Linked DNA regions of Pan troglodytes: all the other regions are linked to region 1. The links are chromatin contacts, called in public Hi-C and HiChIP or PLAC-seq maps. All regions are on one chromosome and are shown on one strand. Each heading gives the region's core, a stretch centred on a gene start, on an enhancer-like site or on the middle of the called end of the contact. The rest is flanking DNA. Distances are from core to core; before and after follow the strand shown. Region 1 holds the start of MIS18BP1 (MIS18 binding protein 1). Region 2 holds the start of TOGARAM1 (TOG array regulator of axonemal microtubules 1). Region 3 holds the start of LOC129136927 (atherin-like).

What was found. A called contact is a pair of places that touch in the nucleus more often than the background predicts. HiChIP or PLAC-seq counts read pairs in DNA pulled down with a chosen protein or histone mark.
Region 2: a Hi-C map of stem cell-derived neural progenitor cells shows a contact between it and region 1, with 2.3 times the contacts expected there. The contact joins the promoter of TOGARAM1 here to the promoter of MIS18BP1 in region 1. A contact is called at or near these places in 1 of 7 Hi-C or Micro-C datasets (stem cell-derived neural progenitor cells) and 1 of 1 datasets of contacts at active chromatin or transcription factors (stem cell-derived excitatory neurons).
Region 3: a contact with region 1 is called in an H3K4me3 HiChIP or PLAC-seq map of stem cell-derived excitatory neurons, with 7 times the contacts expected there. The contact joins the promoter of LOC129136927 here to the promoter of MIS18BP1 in region 1. A contact is called at or near these places in 3 of 7 Hi-C or Micro-C datasets (blood, induced pluripotent stem cells and stem cell-derived neural progenitor cells) and 1 of 1 datasets of contacts at active chromatin or transcription factors (stem cell-derived excitatory neurons).

Annotation. Positions count from the first base shown.
Region 1 is chr15:43,330,241-43,333,064 of NHGRI_mPanTro3-v2.0_pri, reverse strand. MIS18BP1 (MIS18 binding protein 1) reads left to right here and starts at 1,524. Exons shown (of 17, transcript XM_522841.7): 1 at 1,524-2,372.
Region 2 is chr15:43,039,892-43,042,591 of NHGRI_mPanTro3-v2.0_pri, reverse strand. TOGARAM1 (TOG array regulator of axonemal microtubules 1) reads right to left here and starts at 1,254. Exons shown (of 21, transcript XR_010150936.1): 1 at 1-1,254. KLHL28 (kelch like family member 28) reads left to right here and starts at 1,277. Exons shown (of 5, transcript XM_016926034.4): 1 at 1,277-1,647.
Region 3 is chr15:42,976,921-42,979,620 of NHGRI_mPanTro3-v2.0_pri, reverse strand. It overlaps LOC129136927 (atherin-like), which reads left to right and starts at 1,300. Exons shown (of 3, transcript XM_063793950.1): 1 at 1,300-1,305; 2 at 2,344-2,700. The coding sequence starts at 1,300. C14H14orf28 (chromosome 14 C14orf28 homolog) reads right to left here. Exons shown (of 5, transcript XM_001149836.6): 1 at 2,600-2,700. It overlaps LOC104002024 (a long non-coding RNA gene), which reads left to right. Exons shown (of 5, transcript XR_010150933.1): 3 at 856-938.

The DNA.
Region 1 (2,824 bases), core at 275-2,774:
TTGTGACTCCCCAAACCAGAAACACTCAGCGCAACAAGACAGCTTCTACTCCCTATGATTTCATCCCTGACCAATCAGCACTCTAGTTCACTGGGTTCCCCGCACCAAATTATTCTCAAAAACTCTGATCCCCAAAAGCTCAGGGAAGACTGATTTGAGTAATAATAAAACACTAGTCTCCTGCACAGCCGGCTCTGCGTCAATTACTCTTTCTCCATTGCAATTTACTTGTCTTGATCAATCAGCTCTGTCCAGGCAGCACGCAAGCTGAACCCCTTGGGCGGTTACAGCATGTTGCCATTTAAGGGACAGAGGTACTGTCCCTTGGCCTCTAGGCCTTCTCATCACACTTTCTTATCCACAAACTGTTTAATCCAATTTTGCTTGGAAAATTACTAGTCATCTTATGTAAATTCCTGTGGCCATTCACGTTGGGACATACTACATACTACTTCCTTCTTGCATGAGAAGTGGCTAATTTAAAAAAAGTGTGCATTTCTGAGTGCCTGCTGTTAATACTTCAGGGTTCCTATTTTGTCTAAATGTGTGAGCCACGGCCATCTTCATCAGGCCACAGAAACGTCCTATACCTCAATTTCAGGTGCTTTAAAATCTGAATGACCATCCCTTCAAACTTCCTCTATGAAAGTATATTTCATACATGCCATTTAACCTGTTTTAAGGCGGGTTTTTCCCAAAAAACTAGTGCAAATCCATGTCCAACCATTTTCTCATTATGGTGTACAAGAAACAAACTTCATTTTATCCAGGTAAGTTTGCTTCCTTTCCCCCTACCTCCAACTGTTTTTCCTTATTTGCATTCACGTGGATGTTTTAAATTTATATTTTGGATTTTGATTATTCAGTGTGTACAAAATTTAGTACATGCAGGATTTAGAAGGGACTGCAAAAGTCACTTTAAAAAAAATTATCACCTTTTCAGTAAAGCCTCTTAATGGGGAAATGTGGTATGTGACTAGAAGTTGACTAATTTTCTTAGATGGAAGTATAAAATAAAAAGAAGCTCTGTTGTCACAAATGCGGATGGGGGGAAGAGGACAGACTTCATGCAGGACTGGAGTTGGACAGGGTTCAGGGCTGAGAACACACCTTACTACCCTGGCTTCCCCTTCTCTACTTTCAAGACTGAACCAATGTGCCCTATACAAGGCGAAGAATACACCCGGTCACTCCGCGGTGGTTAGAGTGGAGATTCACTGGGTGCAGTCTAAAGCGGGACGCAGTCTGGGGGCCACTGTCACAAGCTGCTTACAGCAACCTAGAGTTGTCGAGATTAATGTTTCTAGAATGTGAGGTGACTTATAAAAAATTAATCACTTCCTGGCTCGGTGCGGTTGCCTGTAATCCTGGCACTTTGGGAGGCCGAGATGGAGGATCGCTTGAACCCAGGAGTTCCAGACTAGGCTGGGCAACATGGTGAGACCTCCTCTCAACAAAATAAAAATAAGCCAAGCATGGTCGCGCGCGCCTGTAGTTCCAGCTACTCGGAGGCTGAGGTGGGAAGATCCCTTGGAGTTCCAGACTGCAGTGAGCCGTTATTGCGCCACTGCACTCAGACCTAGGCGACAGAGCGAGACCCTGTCCCCCACGCCCAAAAAATCGTATTTCCTGAGGGAACAGTTCCAACTAAACATCCCACTTTGTGCGTAACTTTACATTCAATCCATCATCACCTCAAGAACAAAATGTTCTTTCTCCGCCTCAAACATGGAGGAGAGAAAAACAGAAGTTCTCTCAAACCCACCGAGCACGCTGTTTTCCTGAGACGGAAAAGAAGGATAACAGCCGCTACGGCGCACAGCCTGTAGGGGAGGACGGCAGCCAGGAAAGGCCAAACTTAGCCGCAGTAGCGCCGGGGCGCGCTCGCGGCCCACGGCGTCCCACGTCGTCCCACGTAAGCCTTGTCCCGGCAGAGCTTCACGAGAGGAAAGGCGGGATTCAGGGTGGGCGCGTGCCCTACGAAGACGAAACGAACTTTGAAGACAACTAGAGGAGCTCGCCCCCTGCCTGTGACAGCTTAGGGTCGCCTACTTTTTGTGGACACACTGCCGTCCACGGAGTGCAGAGGCCGCCTGCAGTTTTCTTGCGTCCCTGTGAGACGCACGGTGGCGCAATTCCCGAGCGTGCCAATCCCGGGCTGGCTGGAGGGCGGGCTCTTCAAATTTGAATTGCGGAAGTGTTTTGTGTGTTAGAGAACGTCGCGGAGGAGGTAAGCGTCGGTTGGCGCCTGGCCGCCGCGGGCAGGATCCACCGTGGGCCTGAGGCGCGAGCCCGGCGGCGTGCGGCCCTCTCTCCGCGCGGAGCCGAGCCGGAACTGCGGCAGTCTCTCCCTGCCAGGCTCTTCATCCAAGGTACGTCCTCCCCGCGCCCTCCGCTAACCTCCTGCCGCGGGTCCCCGCAGATGGTGGGCGTCTGCCCTTTAAGCATCTCGGCTCACGCGGTTTTATTTATTTTTTTTGTAGATTTCTGGCTTTGGTACGGATTTGATACTTCGCACTCGATGTTTACTTGTTGCGTGTCTACTGTACTTAAGAGAGTAGAACACGATTGCTCAAATTTATTTCGATGGTGAGCGTTCTAGGTCTTTGTTCTAAAATAACTTTTTTTTTTTTTTTTTTTTTTTAGAATACCAAGTGGGAAAATTGTATTCCTCAGTACCCAACTCTTCCCCTTGGGAGCCCAGGACCCACAGGGCTATAGAAGCAGTTGATCATTCAGCTTATGTTTTCTTCTGGTTAAATTGCATGCTTGTTGCAAACATCTTTAGATGTTAATAAAATTATTTAGAAAATGGTCGGGCGCG
Region 2 (2,700 bases), core at 5-2,504, 290 kb after region 1:
CTCAGATTCTTCTTCTGTCTCCTGATCACCAAGCTTTCGGGCTAGGGATATTATCACCTCGGTGAGATCCAGACCAAGCAACAAGTCCTCAGTAGTAAGCAAGATGGGAAGCAGTAGTGCTGTGGAAGCTCTAAGTCGGGCATCGGTACTTTCCAGTCCTTGTTGTATAAGCGTTCTCAGCACCTCTCCAGAACTACGTTTCAGACATATATGAAGGATCTGCAGCGCATCTTTCCGCAGGGCTGGATTCTCTTCCCGTAACGAGACAACTAGTTGAGGCAAAAGTGCTAAGCTAAAGGCCTCTTCAAGCTGGCCTGCCTCCCCCTGACCCCGGAGAACGTCCGAGAGAAGTTGCAAGCAAAGCCGCTTCTCATCACTACCTCCTTCCACAAGCACTCGGCCCAGTGCCCGATACAAAGCTTCCTTGCGTCGGGGGAAGCCAAGTCGACCGCCCCGCCGCGGCAAAGCAGCTTGCAAAGCCTGAAAGGCCTCAGAAGGATCCGGGGCAGTGCGGAGGAGTTGAAGGAGCCGAGTGTCCTCTTCATCTCCCCCTGACAAACCGCCTCCAGACTCAGACCAGCTGCTTGAGACTGCCTCCGAGGGCATCAAGAGGGCCGAGGCCAGAGGCGAAGTTGTAGTGGGGCAGGAACCGTGGTCCCCCGCAGCTCCACGGAAGTAGTAGTTTTTCTCTCCTCTCATAATGCCCCCAACTCGACTATCATCAGTCTCTGGGGCGGAAGGACGACTGCGGCTCTGGAGCCGATAGGTAGAGAGGACTGGAAAGGGCGGCAGCAGAAGCAGCGCGGAGGGGGCAGCCGCCATGCAGGGTTGTCAGGTGGTGGTGGTTGGAAGAAACCATTGCTGTCTCCAAAGGGCTCGATGGAGCCCAGACTTCCAGATCCTCTCCAAGCCCCAAGCTGCAGAAGAGGCAAAAGAACAGCTTCAGCCTGCCGCCAGGCCGCCCCCAACTCCGGGAGGCAGCCTCTGGCAAAATGGCCCCCGTCTGAGCCCTAGACCCCACAGCTGCCACCGGGCGTAACCAAGGGCACCACGTGACCAAACCGATTGCTTCCATGGTGATGTACCCAGCGCGGACCTCTTGACCCGGAAATCCACTTGCCGTGATGAATGCTGGGTTATGTAGTCCACGTCAGGTGTTGAGACTAGGCCAAAGTCTCCTGGAAGAGGAAGTCAGAACGTTGTAAACGTAGCTACAGCGGAGAAGGGAGGAGGGGTGAAGACATTTGACGGATGTGACGCTTTCTTTGCTCTGGGCGGAAGTTGCCCGCCCCACCCGTAAGAGTTAGGGTTTGACCGGAGCTAGTGAGGATCCAGCCCAGGCTCCAGTTGTCCGCGGATCCTCCTCCTGTCGCTGCCCGTGTGATTACTGGGACTCAGGTATTTTCCTTTTGCTGTCCTCCAGCGGTGCAGGCTTTGGCAGTGTTTTGCCCGAATGCCACTGGTGCTAGAGTAAGAGGCAAAGGACTGAGCGGAGCAGGTGGAAAGAGAGGCGACATCTTCTTGTGCAGGGCTCGTCACCCTTGTAAACGCGTTACTCTCTACCACCCTGAGTAACTGCGATCCTTTCCTCTTGCCATCTGCTTATCAGGACAGAAGATCTGGACCACGGCCAAGCTCACAAATCGGGTATTTTTTTTTCAATTCCTGGTCTTTGGGGCCTTTATTCGCCTCCCCCTTCTCCTTTTGTCGACTTCTCTTAACCCTCCGGCCGCAGAGGGTTAAATTTTTTTTGTTTTTGTTTGTTTGCTTTTGGCAACGTTTCCTTACCCTCATCACTTTGCGTTTTCTTTACAACGTACATAATATGGAAATAGGTCTGTTTTTTTTCCCCTGTAGCTAACCGCCTCTCCCTTAGACGTTATCAAAATCTTTCCTTCTAATGCAGTTCCTCTGTGGGACTCTCCCCTAACCTCCGCCCCCTCGGTCTGCCGCCCTAGCCTCCCTGCAGGATCCTCAAGCGTCTCTGCAGCTTTTCAGTCTCCTAGAGACAGAGATTGCGAAGACAATTTCACTTGCGGTGGAAGTTCTTTTTGGCATCATGGTTCTAAGAGAATTCTGCCTTGTGGATTTAGGAATGATAGTAGACATTTATTTATTTTAGGCGAACTGAGAATTTTGTGTGCATTTTCTCCTTCTCATAAGTGATACTTAAACGGACACAGTGGAAGAGCTGGAGTGTCTAGTGTGAGCCTGAATGCTTTGGAGTGTGGAAGAGAGATTTTTTTTTTTTGAAGGAATAATACAATTACTTTTGAATGACTCGTGCGAAAAGTCTAAGTTATCATTTGAAGACCCAAATTTATGCACTTCAAATGCAAGTATTCCTACCCTGCTCTGTACCAGGTGGGATTTCTCTTAAATACTTTTTAAAGTCTTGGAATAAATGAGTCACATATGCCAAACAGCTTTATAAATAATGCTCCCAGCTGATGCAAGTGCAAAAATAATTTCTGGATTTTTGCCTTAAAGTACGATTTGAATATCAGTTTTGTTTTGTTTTGTTTTTGGGGGGTGGGGGTGGGGAATAGACTATTAATGTAAATGAGGCTGTGTAAATATACATCCTATGTTTTGGTTTAAATTCTAGGCTGTTACTTTGGTTTTAATGAGCCATTTTCGTGTTTAAATGAATCTGCCTAAATTAGGTTTAGCTAGCATGTTTCATTTTAGGGACAGGTT
Region 3 (2,700 bases), core at 51-2,550, 350 kb after region 1:
CATTGCAGATTTTATCTGTGACAGAGGGAAACCCTGTAATAAAAAAAATCCTGAGGCTGGGCGCGGTGGCTCACGCCTGTAATCCCAGCACTTTGGGAGGCTGAGGCGGGCGATCACCTGAGGTCAGGCGTTGGAGACCAGCCTGACCAGCATGGAGAAAACCCTCTATTAAAAATACAAAATTAGCTGGGCATGGTGGCGCATGCCTGTAATCCCAGCTACTCGGGAGGCTGAGGCAGGAGAATCGCTTGAACCTGGGAGGCGGAGGTTGCGGTGAGCCGAGATCACGCCATCTCATTCCCGCCTGGGCAACGAGTGAAACTCCATCTCAAAAAAAAAAAAATCCTAAATGAAAATAAAGCTATTAAAAACATAAACTAACTTTGGTTAGGCATATTCCTAATGTAAACCTCCTCATCTTTCCAAAATACAGGCTGTGCTTGCTTCATTTTCTTGTTAATATGGGTGATTCCACTTAAGAAACTAATATAATGGGATCCTTAATTGGGGGTACAGAATAATAGCCATTACATAATCTTTATATTAACTATACTACATATTTTATTTGTTGTATAGAAAAACTATGTAAAAAAAAACTCCTGTTGCTATATAGACTAAGACTAATTCTGACATTTAGCTTTGAAAGACAGCATGAGTAGTAATCATGAAAATCAATCTTAAGTGAATAGTAGCATAGCTAATATTGCTAATCACTTTGGGATTTTTATTTGCAACTGAGAATTGTGCTATTGTGCAATTTAGATATACTATAATTTTTAACTACAGAGGCTATACTATGAAGATCTGATTCAGAACTTGATAAATATCCTGATTATTCCCTATGCGTGTTTTCAGAATGAAGCAAAGCATCCTCCCTTTTCAAACTGGCACTCTTCCCAACCTTGAGGACCACTAGGCACTTTGATTTTAAAGCCACAGTAAGTATTTTAATAAATATGTTGTGTTATATGTATGTTATATAGCGCACATACTTTTGAAAGAATGAGTTCTTTTTACAATTGTATTGAAAAAACTCCTTCACTTTACTTGGGACAAGCAAATAAACTAACAACATCATATTGTTTTCCGAGGTTACTTTTATGGAGAAGTATTGTTATGAAAAAAGGGAGGCATCTGAGGAGCAGAAACAGAGAAATGAGTGACTGAGATCAGTGTCTTATTTTGACCATCTTTTCCAAGTGCTGCATCCTCCCAAACACAACATGAACTCAACACTTAATAAAGCTGCAGTCCTACGTGTTTTATTTGTGTAAGAAACTAAGTCCAAAACATTCTGCAATGCGAGTAAAAATTCACTTCTGCAATATATTAAACACACATGAACACAGTGTTTTCAGTGTGAAGCAAGATACTGTGGACTCTAAAATATCCAGTAACTATATTTAGTATGAAGAGTGGATGTTTATATCTAGTTGGCCAACACATTGATTCTAGTCATCCACTTACGAAGAAGAGGGTGTGGCAAATCTGCAGCCTAGGAAAACACAAACTCAGTTTCTTCGTAATAGAAACTGACACGTTTTGTTTACAAAGATTTTAAAAAACAGTTATGCATTCAAATACTTTAAAAACGAAAATAACTTTATGGTTTGATTTATTTCCGTTGAATTTTAAAGAACTTTGTAGCAAGGTTTAAGATTGCTTAAAGAGCCTGAGTTCAGATTCCTAAAATAGTGCATTGGGAAGGAAGCATAAGTCTCTAGGATATTTTCTTCAAATTGTCTTCAGACATGACCAAATGAAGTGTAACTACCCTTACACTCTAAGAGAATTAAACTATAATGACATATGTGGCATGAAACTTTAGTCTTTCTCTGGGAAAAACGGGAGGAGCGAAGGTTTGGAAGAACTAGAGGATACTAGTTTCATCATGAATTTGGTGATTTGTTCCAAAGTAAATTGCAATAAAAATGGGGGGTGGGGAAAAATGATGGAAAGATAGCTGTGAAGAGCTTTACTTAAAATTGTCTTAGCTGTTTAGCTAGGAACTGTAATTAGAAGGACTGGAGGATGTATTCCGCTGGCTTTATTCTCCAGGCTCTACGGGCCCTCCAATTTGAATAAACCTGGAAAACTCTCCTGACCTCTATTTCTTTGACAAAACATCTTTCTTTCGTGGTGACTTCCAAGGGAGGAAATTGGTACCCCAAGCTAGCCGTGAGGACCCCACCACATGCCCAAGGCATTGAACGCCAGACTCCCTAAGGACTCAGGGATTCTAAAAGTCCCCTCTCAAATCAGCGCCTGAAATACGCCTGAACAGCCACGCGCTACCGCTCCCAGCAGCGCAGGGCTTCGGGACAGGGACAAGGCGGACGCTAGGCGTGCGCCCCCGGGGAGCCCCCACGCTCCGGCCACGCCCACCCTGGCCTTGGGCAGCCGCGCCCGGGAGGCCTGGCACCGAGGCGGGCGGGTCCCCGAGTTAGGGGCCCGCGAGTCGGCTGGGCGCCCCCGCCTCTGCCCGGGCAGTGCCCCGCCGAGTGCTCAGGACTGGGGACAAATAGGCTGGAGGGCCGGGCCGCGGAAGGCGTTCCCACACCGGCCAGTCTCCGTCCACCAGGAAGCAAACTCCTCGTACCTCCCTGGGGACCGAAAACCGCCGGTGCCGCCGCACCCGTCGCCGCCGCCGCCTGCTCATGGAGAGCCCGGGCTGCCGCCGCCGCCGCCGCCGCCTCATCT